2 separate regions of the Mus musculus genome follow, and region 2 is linked to region 1. A link is a contact called in public HiChIP or PLAC-seq data. All regions are on one chromosome and are shown on one strand. Each heading gives the region's core, a stretch centred on a gene start, on an enhancer-like site or on the middle of the called end of the contact. The rest is flanking DNA. Distances are from core to core; before and after follow the strand shown. Region 1 holds the start of Dll1 (delta like canonical Notch ligand 1). Region 2 overlaps Gm35502 (a long non-coding RNA gene).

Region 1 (4,452 bases), core at 351-2,850:
TCAACACAAAGCTAGGTGCTAAGTCAGAGACTATATCTCCATTTACTTTTCTCTGGAGCTTGTAACCAGGGGAGCCGTTTAGGTAATTCATTGTGATACGTGTGTCCTGGGCCCTCCCAATAAACTCATTTCCCTTAAAAAAAAAAAAAGAAAAAAAAGAAAACAAAAGTTCTAGTGTCTGATGGATGTGTAAAAACCTAATAAGGTGACGGTTGTGTAAAGGTTATGTGTTGGGGGGTGAGGTGGGGGGAGTCTTTCAAACATGTGCCGGACATTGTCGCAGAGGCCGCGGCGTGCGCGGAGGGGAGCTCTTTCTCTCCGCATTGTGCAGAGAGCAGGTGCTGTCTGCATTACCATACAGCTGAGCGCACAAAGAGCCACTGATTCAGCCTCGCACAATAACAGACTGCCTTAATGACAGCCACGCGAACGACACACACCAAACTCACTTTTTACCAAGCAGAGGGAGGCCTGAGGGGAATACCCAGGAGAGTGGGACCGGACACCAGTGAAGGTGGTGTTGGTTGAAAATCTCCCGGGAGAGGGTGTGTACACCGGGAAAGGGGTAAGCTTAGCTTTTGGCTCTGCTGGCTCAGGGAATACACTATCCGGACCCCAATTCCCCATTTCCAGTGATCGTGGACAACACGGAGACAGCAGCGCTCCGGGACACTGCGGTGTCTGGGGGTGTCCGGCCCGGATCGCTAGCCCATCGGCACTCTCCGAGGCTCAATCGCCAGGCTTCACCAGAGGTATAAGCGTGCCTAACCTCCCCAAACTTCCCAAACTGCCGGGGTGCTCTTGCCACCCTTTGCCCACCTCTTCAAGGGTCCCTTTCCTACCGGGCACCCCGCCCCCGCCCCCTCCGGGAGACTCCTCCTTAGAAAGAGGCTGCCAGGGAGGAGGGGCAGCAGCAGGGACGCGGGCCTCTAACCTCTCCCCGGTTCCTCAGTCCCTAGGACTGAACAAACGAGGAGAGCCTAGGCGGCTAGTGTTGGAAACGCCAAGGTCCGGAGGCCGCGTCCTGCGAGCGAGTCTAGCGGTGACCGCGAGTGGGAGGCTCAGGCCGCCCAGCGTGCCTAGGGTCTTCGGGCCTGTGGCGGTGGGGCGGTGGGCGACGCGGCCTCAGCTCCAGCTCCGGGAGCAGAGCGGTTCGTCTCCGGGAACGTTTTGCAGGAATGTAAATGAGCGGGTTTTGCGCTGGGGGAGGGAGGCGAAGGGGCGAGGGCGGAGGCAGAGAGGACTAGGGGGCGGGGAGGTGGGGGGCGGGGAGGAGGGTTGCACATTTTACAGCTCACTGACCATTTGGCGATCCATTGAGAGGAGGGTTTGGAAAAGTGGCTCCTTTGTGACAGCTCTCGCCAGATTGGGGGGCTGCTCATTTGCATCTCATTAGTTATGCGAGCGGCCGGCAGGATTTAAGGGTGGCAGGCGCCAGCCCGGGCCAGATCCTCCGGCGTGCACCCGCGGTTACCCTGTCTGACCAGGGCAGGTCACGGGAGAGCACCGGTGCGGCACGGAGCCTCCCACGCTTCGGCCTCCGGTCCTCGGTGTGTGTTCTCGCATGGCATTGGCTGAATTCTTGAGGAAGACGCGAGGCTTGGCGATAGTGCAAGAGATACCGGTCTAGAACACTCTGGGAGCGGCAGCGGCTGCCGAGTGACGCCGGGCCGGGAAACCAGGGCGCGCGCCGCAGTCCTTGCCACCACCGTTCCCACCGCGCCCCTCGGGGCCCCGGATTATCGCCTCACCGGTGGGATTTCCAGACCGCCGCTTCCTAATAGGCCTGCGAAGGAAGCCACTGCAAGCTCTCTTGGGAATTAAGCTGAACATCTGGGCTCTCTTCCCTCTGTGTCTTATCTCCTTTCTCCTCTTTCCCTCCGCGAAGAAGCTTAAGACAAAACCAGAAAGCAGGAGACACTCACCTCTCCGTGGACTGAAAGCCAGACGAAGAGGAAACCGAAAGTTGTCCTTTCTCAGTGCCTCGTAGAGCTCTTGCCGGGGACCTAGCTGAAGGCACCGCACCCTCCTGAAGCGACCTGGCCCTGATAGCACACCTGGAGCCGAGAGACGCCTTTCCGCCAGTACTCCTCGGGTCATATAGACTTTCCTGGCATCCCTGGGTCTTTGAAGAAGAAAGAAAAGAGGATACTCTAGGAGAGCAAGGGCGTCCAGCGGTACCATGGGCCGTCGGAGCGCGCTAGCCCTTGCCGTGGTCTCTGCCCTGCTGTGCCAGGTAGGGGGCCGGGCGGGGCTGCTGCGCGGTGGAGGGAGGGGAGTCGGACCAGCCGATCAGCTGTCCATCCCCAAGTGACTCCGGCAGCGACGACCCCGAGAGCTGCCCGGCAGCGGGCAGCTCCGGATGGGCGCTGAGGTGCGCTCGGCCTCTGCGTCCTAGCAAGGGCCCGCGCGCCCCCGGGTCCCTCCGCCGCCGGCGCGACCTCACGCCCCTTCCCCGCGCAGGTCTGGAGCTCCGGCGTATTTGAGCTGAAGCTGCAGGAGTTCGTCAACAAGAAGGGGCTGCTGGGGAACCGCAACTGCTGCCGCGGGGGCTCTGGCCCGCCTTGCGCCTGCAGGACCTTCTTTCGCGTATGCCTCAAGCACTACCAGGCCAGCGTGTCACCGGAGCCACCCTGCACCTACGGCAGTGCTGTCACGCCAGTGCTGGGTGTCGACTCCTTCAGCCTGCCTGATGGCGCAGGCATCGACCCCGCCTTCAGCAACCCCATCCGATTCCCCTTCGGCTTCACCTGGCCAGTGAGTGGGCACCTGCGCGCACTCGGCTGGGTCTGGAGGGGTAGGGGTGGCTGGTTGGTGGTTGGCAGTGGGAAGAAGGCAAGGGCCACTGATAAGGGTTGGGGAATCCCACAAAGACACGCCTGAGGTCTTGACTTCTTACTGGGAACTGACTGGCAGTTGAGGAGGGGGTGTGGAACCCCAGAGGCTTTTGCAAGCCCTGGGCATTTCTCACACACCTCCTACTTACCTGAAAGGTCGAATGCTTCCCTCCCCTACCCCCAAAGTTGGGAGAGTTCTTGTCCCCTAGCTCTTAGGCCTTGGTTGGGTTGCTACCAGTGCTGGGGCTGCTCTCCATCCTCGAGGTTCCACCCCCAGAAAACAAATGACAGCTGCCCTCTCCTCTTCCTGCACCCCACCTTGCTCCATCAAGTACTCTCCCCCCTTTTTAAAATACAATTTCCTGTATTAACATGTTTTTAAAAAACCAAACCCACACACGGTGTGTGTGTGGGGGGGGACACTCTTTAAAATTCTTCTAATTAAGGAAAGTGATAGGAGTTGACCTTCATTGGCACAACACAGAGATCTGAGAGCCTCTGTACTTGGTTCTCTTTAATGCCTCTCCTCCTCCTCCAGCTCCTCCTCCTCCCACTCCTAGTCTCCCAACTCCTCCTCCTCCCCTTCCTCCTCCTCCACACTTCCGGTTATCAAGCATCTTCTCCCCTTTCCCTAGGGTACCTTCTCTCTGATCATTGAAGCCCTCCATACAGACTCTCCCGATGACCTCGCAACAGGTAAGACTCCAAGCCCCTAAACTATGCATTCTCCCCATTGATACACAGTTTACCCACTCAGCCCAGGCCTCTTACCTTCACTCTGCACCTGGAGTTCAGAGAAGAAGGGTCCTTGGCTTGACAGCATCCATACCACTCTCTCGGTTCCTAGCGTCTAGGTGTTATCATTACCAACCTGAGCATCTTCTCTCTCAGAAAACCCAGAAAGACTCATCAGCCGCCTGACCACACAGAGGCACCTCACTGTGGGAGAAGAATGGTCTCAGGACCTTCACAGTAGCGGCCGCACAGACCTCCGGTACTCTTACCGGTTTGTGTGTGACGAGCACTACTACGGAGAAGGTTGCTCTGTGTTCTGCCGACCTCGGGATGACGCCTTTGGCCACTTCACCTGCGGGGACAGAGGGGAGAAGATGTGCGACCCTGGCTGGAAAGGCCAGTACTGCACTGACCGTGAGTCCTCTGGAGAATGACCCCTAAGGGTCCATTTATGGGGAAAGACACGAGGCTTTGCAACAGGAGATGGTAGAGATGGCTCAGTGGGGAAACTGAGGCCTAAAGAGCAGTGTTTTGCTAAGGCCGTTGGCAGTTAGGCTGGATTCTGGCATTTTAACAAGGGAGACCTTGTGTCCACTGTAGGAAGCTGCTTTTCTTCACAGGGAGGAGTTCAGAGACAAGGCCAGGGGTCAGGAAGTAAGGCTGTGCTCTCCCTAGGGCCTTTGTATTAGAAAGGGAAGAGAGGAAGGAAGGGAGGGACAGAGCGGGGATGTGGAGGGCTCATTTTCCAACAGTTCTCCTTGCTGCAACAATGTCCCATTGGAAAGCCCTCCCTTTCCTCCACAGAGTTAGGGTGCCTGACCTGCCTACAGAAATCTGTTTCCAAAGATTCCCTGGGGTGTACTCTGTGTGCCCTGTCCTT
Region 2 (4,153 bases), core at 1,410-3,909, 170 kb after region 1:
TTTGGTACCGGATAACCAATTGATTTGCTTGTCCCTGGGGGAAGACTGTTTCTCCCACTCTCAGCATCCCTTAGTTATCTGCAGTTCTTTGTGTATAACTAAGACCTCCTGGGCTACCCACCCTCCATATTAGCGTGTTTACTGTTGATGTTCTTACCCAGCTCATGTTTAAGCGATTATATTGGTGAGACTTTATAGATGTAGCTTCTGACATTCCTAGGAACCACACTCTCAGAGCAAACTCTCTCTGGCTTTTACAGTCTTTCCACCACCTCTTCAGCAATGATCTCTGAGCCTTAGGTGCAGAAATTGTATTGATCTGTCTGTTGGGCCTGGGCTCCACAACTCTGCATTTGACTGTTTCTAGTTTTCTGTAATAGTCTCCGTCTGTTGCAAAGAGGAATGCATTTGATGAAGACTGAGGGCCACGCTTATCTGAGGCTATAAAGACAAATGTTTAGAACACAGTTAGCAGAGGGCTAATGAAGTCATAGCTCACGGAAGAACCTTAGATCCACTACATTACTACATTGCTAAAACCAGCACAGCCCTAATCACTGTGGTGGTTTGAATATGCTTGGCCCAGGGACTGGCACTACTTGGAGGTGTGGCCTCATTGGAGTGTGGCCTTGTGGGAGAAGCTTATCACTGTGGGCGTGGGCTTTAACATCCTTGACCTAGCTGCCTGGATGATAATGGACTGAATCTGTAAGGAGAGAGCATGGCAGCACCCAAGCAGTCATGGTTCAGGAGGAGCCGAGAGTTCAGCATCTTGTTCCAAAGGCAAACAGAAGATTGGCTTCCAGGCAGCTAGGATGAGGGTCTTAATACCCACACCCACAGTGTAACTCCCTGGGCCAAGAATTTTCAACCAGCCACCACAGTTAGATAGTCTTTGGCTTTTGGAGAGAGCTTTGTCAGCACAGAAGGGAAATTTTCATTTATTCTATACATGCTTATTTATACACTGACTAAATGTATCATCAGCATTATTGGTAGATAGCTAATAGCATGATTCCTTATGACTTTTTCTGACATCTTTGCTATTATTTTACCATCCTTTCTCTTGCTTTTCTATTTGTCTCTTTCTCTGCTTACTAAATAGAATCCCTTCATAAAATGTCTTATCTGGCTGTAGACAGAATTTCCCTTGCAAACTTATCAGCTTTCTTCCTCTCTGAATTCTACATCCTCATTAATCCTTTCTTGGCCATTTTGAAACCTGCATATTTGTATATTATTCTGTGAAGTATAACATATGATCTGACAGTTAATATTAGTAATTGCGATTAGAAGAAAAGAATCTCGCTTCCCAACAACCATGAAAAGAAGACCCGATTACTTGACAAATTGCAACCAGTGAAACTGACCTGATATCGTTCAACATTCTGATATTGTGGAAAGACATAGCATGTCTGTGTTTTTTACGTAGTGAACTCACAACTCACCCTCAGAGGTGAAGGCAATAGGCCCAAGGACAATGGAATATGGAAGTGGTTCTGTCTGAGTTAAGTTTTTCCCTTTGGGGATTTGTGGTAGCTGCTTCCTTTGGATTAGATATGACCTTTATCCTCTAGAGTCAGATCTGTGATCACTGTCATGATATGGCTATGAGATCTAGCCTACTAATGCTCCCTGGTTGAGGGGCAGAGCTCTCTAGAGGCTCAGGAGATCCTGAAGAAGGCTCTTCCTTCCTTAAAGAAGGAAACAAGTTAGCAAACAGCTAACTGGAAGGGATATGGTGATGTCCTTAAGCTGCCGAGGGGACTTCCCCCACAGTGAACTTGCCTTTGAGTCATCTTCATTTCTCAACTAACCCTGGTAAACTCACTGGTCCACAGACTAGTGGGATTATCGGCCAGCACCCCACCCCACCCTGAAAACAGATGTTTCTTTAAATCTCCTCAGAAAAAGTCTTTGGGGAAAAGGCTACTCCTTGGCCTGGGGTAAGGGGCTATTGATGCAAAACACTCAAACATTGCAAAGGGAATGAGACATAGTTTATTCTGAGACAAATATGAATGCTTGTGGCTTGCAAACACTATTTCGGGTTGCCCTAAGTGACAAGTAGAAGTTACACATATTTATGTTAGTCACAGAATAGAAAGCTGTACATTTATTCACCTTCTATTATATTGGTAAGGCACTAGGAAACCTTTGTTATCATTCCAGATGCTATCTGATCACATGTTTAGCTTCCTGTTGATGGAAGCTAACAGTTTTCTAGGTTAACACATTCCAAGTTTTTTTTTTTTTTTTTTTTCTGGTGGTCTAAAGAGTTTTAGGTCAGATATAGGGGTAGGTAAATGCCTATAAAAGAGCCAGATATATTTCTGGCTCTGGACCTGCAACATTCCAACTCTACCCAATTATGAAGTTCTTATTAAACCCCCAGAGTCCTAAACAAAGATACAACTTTTTCAGGAACTCAGTCCACAGTGGTGGTAGCTCCCTGGTCCCGAATTCCCGAATTCTGGGCAGTAGAAAAATCATGTCCTTCCTTCTGATGGACCGTCTCACAGTCTCTCAGCTACATTTCATGACTGAAACAGAGGGTTGGTTTTGACTAAGGAGTTACTAGGGATACACACTTAACTGCCCAAGCACTCCAGTGCTAATGGCATTGGGCTTGCTGCAAGGGGTTCCCCTCATCACACTGTCCCTAGCAGCCTGAGCTGCAGTGAACATGTTGGCAGGCATGAGGGACATGCACTTGGGGACATATATTTCTAAGAAATGACTGTGTGCTGAGTTGTGATGTTCCAGGATCCCTGGTAGCATGGTACATACTAGAAGATGTGTGTGCCACGCTTGCAGGGGACCAAAAATCTCGTGTTTATTACACACAAAAAGCCATGCCCCCTGACAGGTTGCAAATAAGGCTCTCTCCATTTCTGATTCTCCTGGTTGCTCCCCCTTCTGCCTGCCCCCATCCTGTTCACCGGAATCTCCCGGTGGGTGTATGGTAGCATTATCATACTATGCTCATGCGCAACACACGCACACGCACACAGGGAGATAAAAGGGAGGACGACTCTGCTATGCCATGGGGGCTTAAGAAACAGCAACAAGGGAAGCTGGCCGATCCTGGCTCATTATCCTCTGAGGACAGGGCCAGTGGGTGGTGCTGATGGAGTTAGATGGCTGCTTATATAAAGAAGTCATTTGAGAGATTTCTAGGGTAACTGGGGTGAAAAATTACAAACACCGTCTATTTAGAGCATAAACGCCTGCTGCTTAGTTACAGGCAAAGAGCGGGTCTCCAAGACGCTCCGAGGGAGAAACAAAAAGAGAAAAAAAACAAAACAAACAAGGGAGTCACGTGTCCAGCAGAAGGAGGCGGAGCCTGGCACAGCCCCAGGTCTTGGCCTTTTGTCATGCAAATGTGAGGCCGGCGCTTCCAGGTTTTCACCTGAGGCTCCTGCCCCGCTTTAACTGAGTATCCTTGGTAACTCCAGGAATGCTACTGACTTGCCTCATTAACACACCTGGCACAGCAGTCTGCTGTGACCATCTGCTCAGCACACTCTGAAATCCGTTTTAAAATATCGTAGCAGAGGGCCCCAAACATGGTGGCTCCTTGCTGGTTCCCTCACCCATGGCCTGTGTCTGCAGGGCTCTCTACTGCTGTCTCCCCCCGAACCCCCCCCCCCCCCCACTGCCATTTCTAGTCTTACTGTGCGCTTCGAATCACTAGCCAATCTTCCGCAGAGTTTCAACGTTGTTTTGCAGCGTGCAGTCTTGTACTGGGAAGCTAAAATGCTTGGAGTAACAATAAGACGCACCCACCCCCACTCCTCGACTTTGGCAAAATTACAGCCTTCGCTTATGCTGGGACCTCTGCAGGACAAAGCTGGCTCATCTCCCTGCTCACAGAGGTTTCTGTGGCCACCTGGTCACCGCAACACACTCAAGGATTAGCTTTCTTTGACTTCTCTCTGAGCTTTCGGTTGGTTGTGGTGCGTGCTCTGGACCTTCGATATTTGCCGCGTTCCTGGCCTCAGCACTATACCGCAGTTGCAGCCAAAGGAGTTTTTCCACCACATAGAAGCAGTGATGGGAAAATCCACGTGACTTGCAGGGCCCCCGAACTAAAATGAGATACAGGCCTTGTGCTGGGTTAGGACTCGGAAACCTGCGAGGGCTGGGGATC

What was found. HiChIP or PLAC-seq counts read pairs in DNA pulled down with a chosen protein or histone mark.
Region 2: a contact with region 1 is called in an H3K4me3 HiChIP or PLAC-seq map of forebrain, with 6 times the contacts expected there. The contact joins the enhancer-like site here to the promoter of Dll1 in region 1. A contact is called at or near these places in 10 of 39 promoter capture datasets (the 3T3-L1 cell line, the HPC-7 cell line, Sertoli cells and 4 more), 19 of 484 Hi-C or Micro-C datasets (the AML12 cell line, Sertoli cells, cerebral cortex and 11 more), 24 of 115 datasets of contacts at active chromatin or transcription factors (astrocytes, craniofacial prominence, embryonic forebrain and 10 more) and 4 of 9 other capture datasets (adipose tissue, embryonic stem cells, liver and 1 more).

The regions. Positions count from the first base shown.
Region 1 is chr17:15,372,971-15,377,422 of GRCm38.p6, reverse strand. Dll1 (delta like canonical Notch ligand 1) reads left to right here and starts at 1,600. Exons shown (of 11, transcript NM_007865.3): 1 at 1,600-2,236; 2 at 2,464-2,757; 3 at 3,473-3,533; 4 at 3,729-3,986. The coding sequence starts at 2,183.
Region 2 is chr17:15,207,502-15,211,654 of GRCm38.p6, reverse strand. It overlaps Gm35502 (a long non-coding RNA gene), which reads right to left. Exons shown (of 3, transcript XR_385429.3): 3 at 1,989-4,153. Among named protein-coding and RNA genes, the nearest start is that of Gm35502, 14 kb to the right of the region's middle. Within about 2 kb of position 2,659, at least 103 of the 459 cell types and tissues checked have an H3K27ac peak or open chromatin away from gene starts, as enhancers often do. A contact at or near this core is called in cerebral cortex, cortical neurons, craniofacial prominence and 10 more, where this site is marked.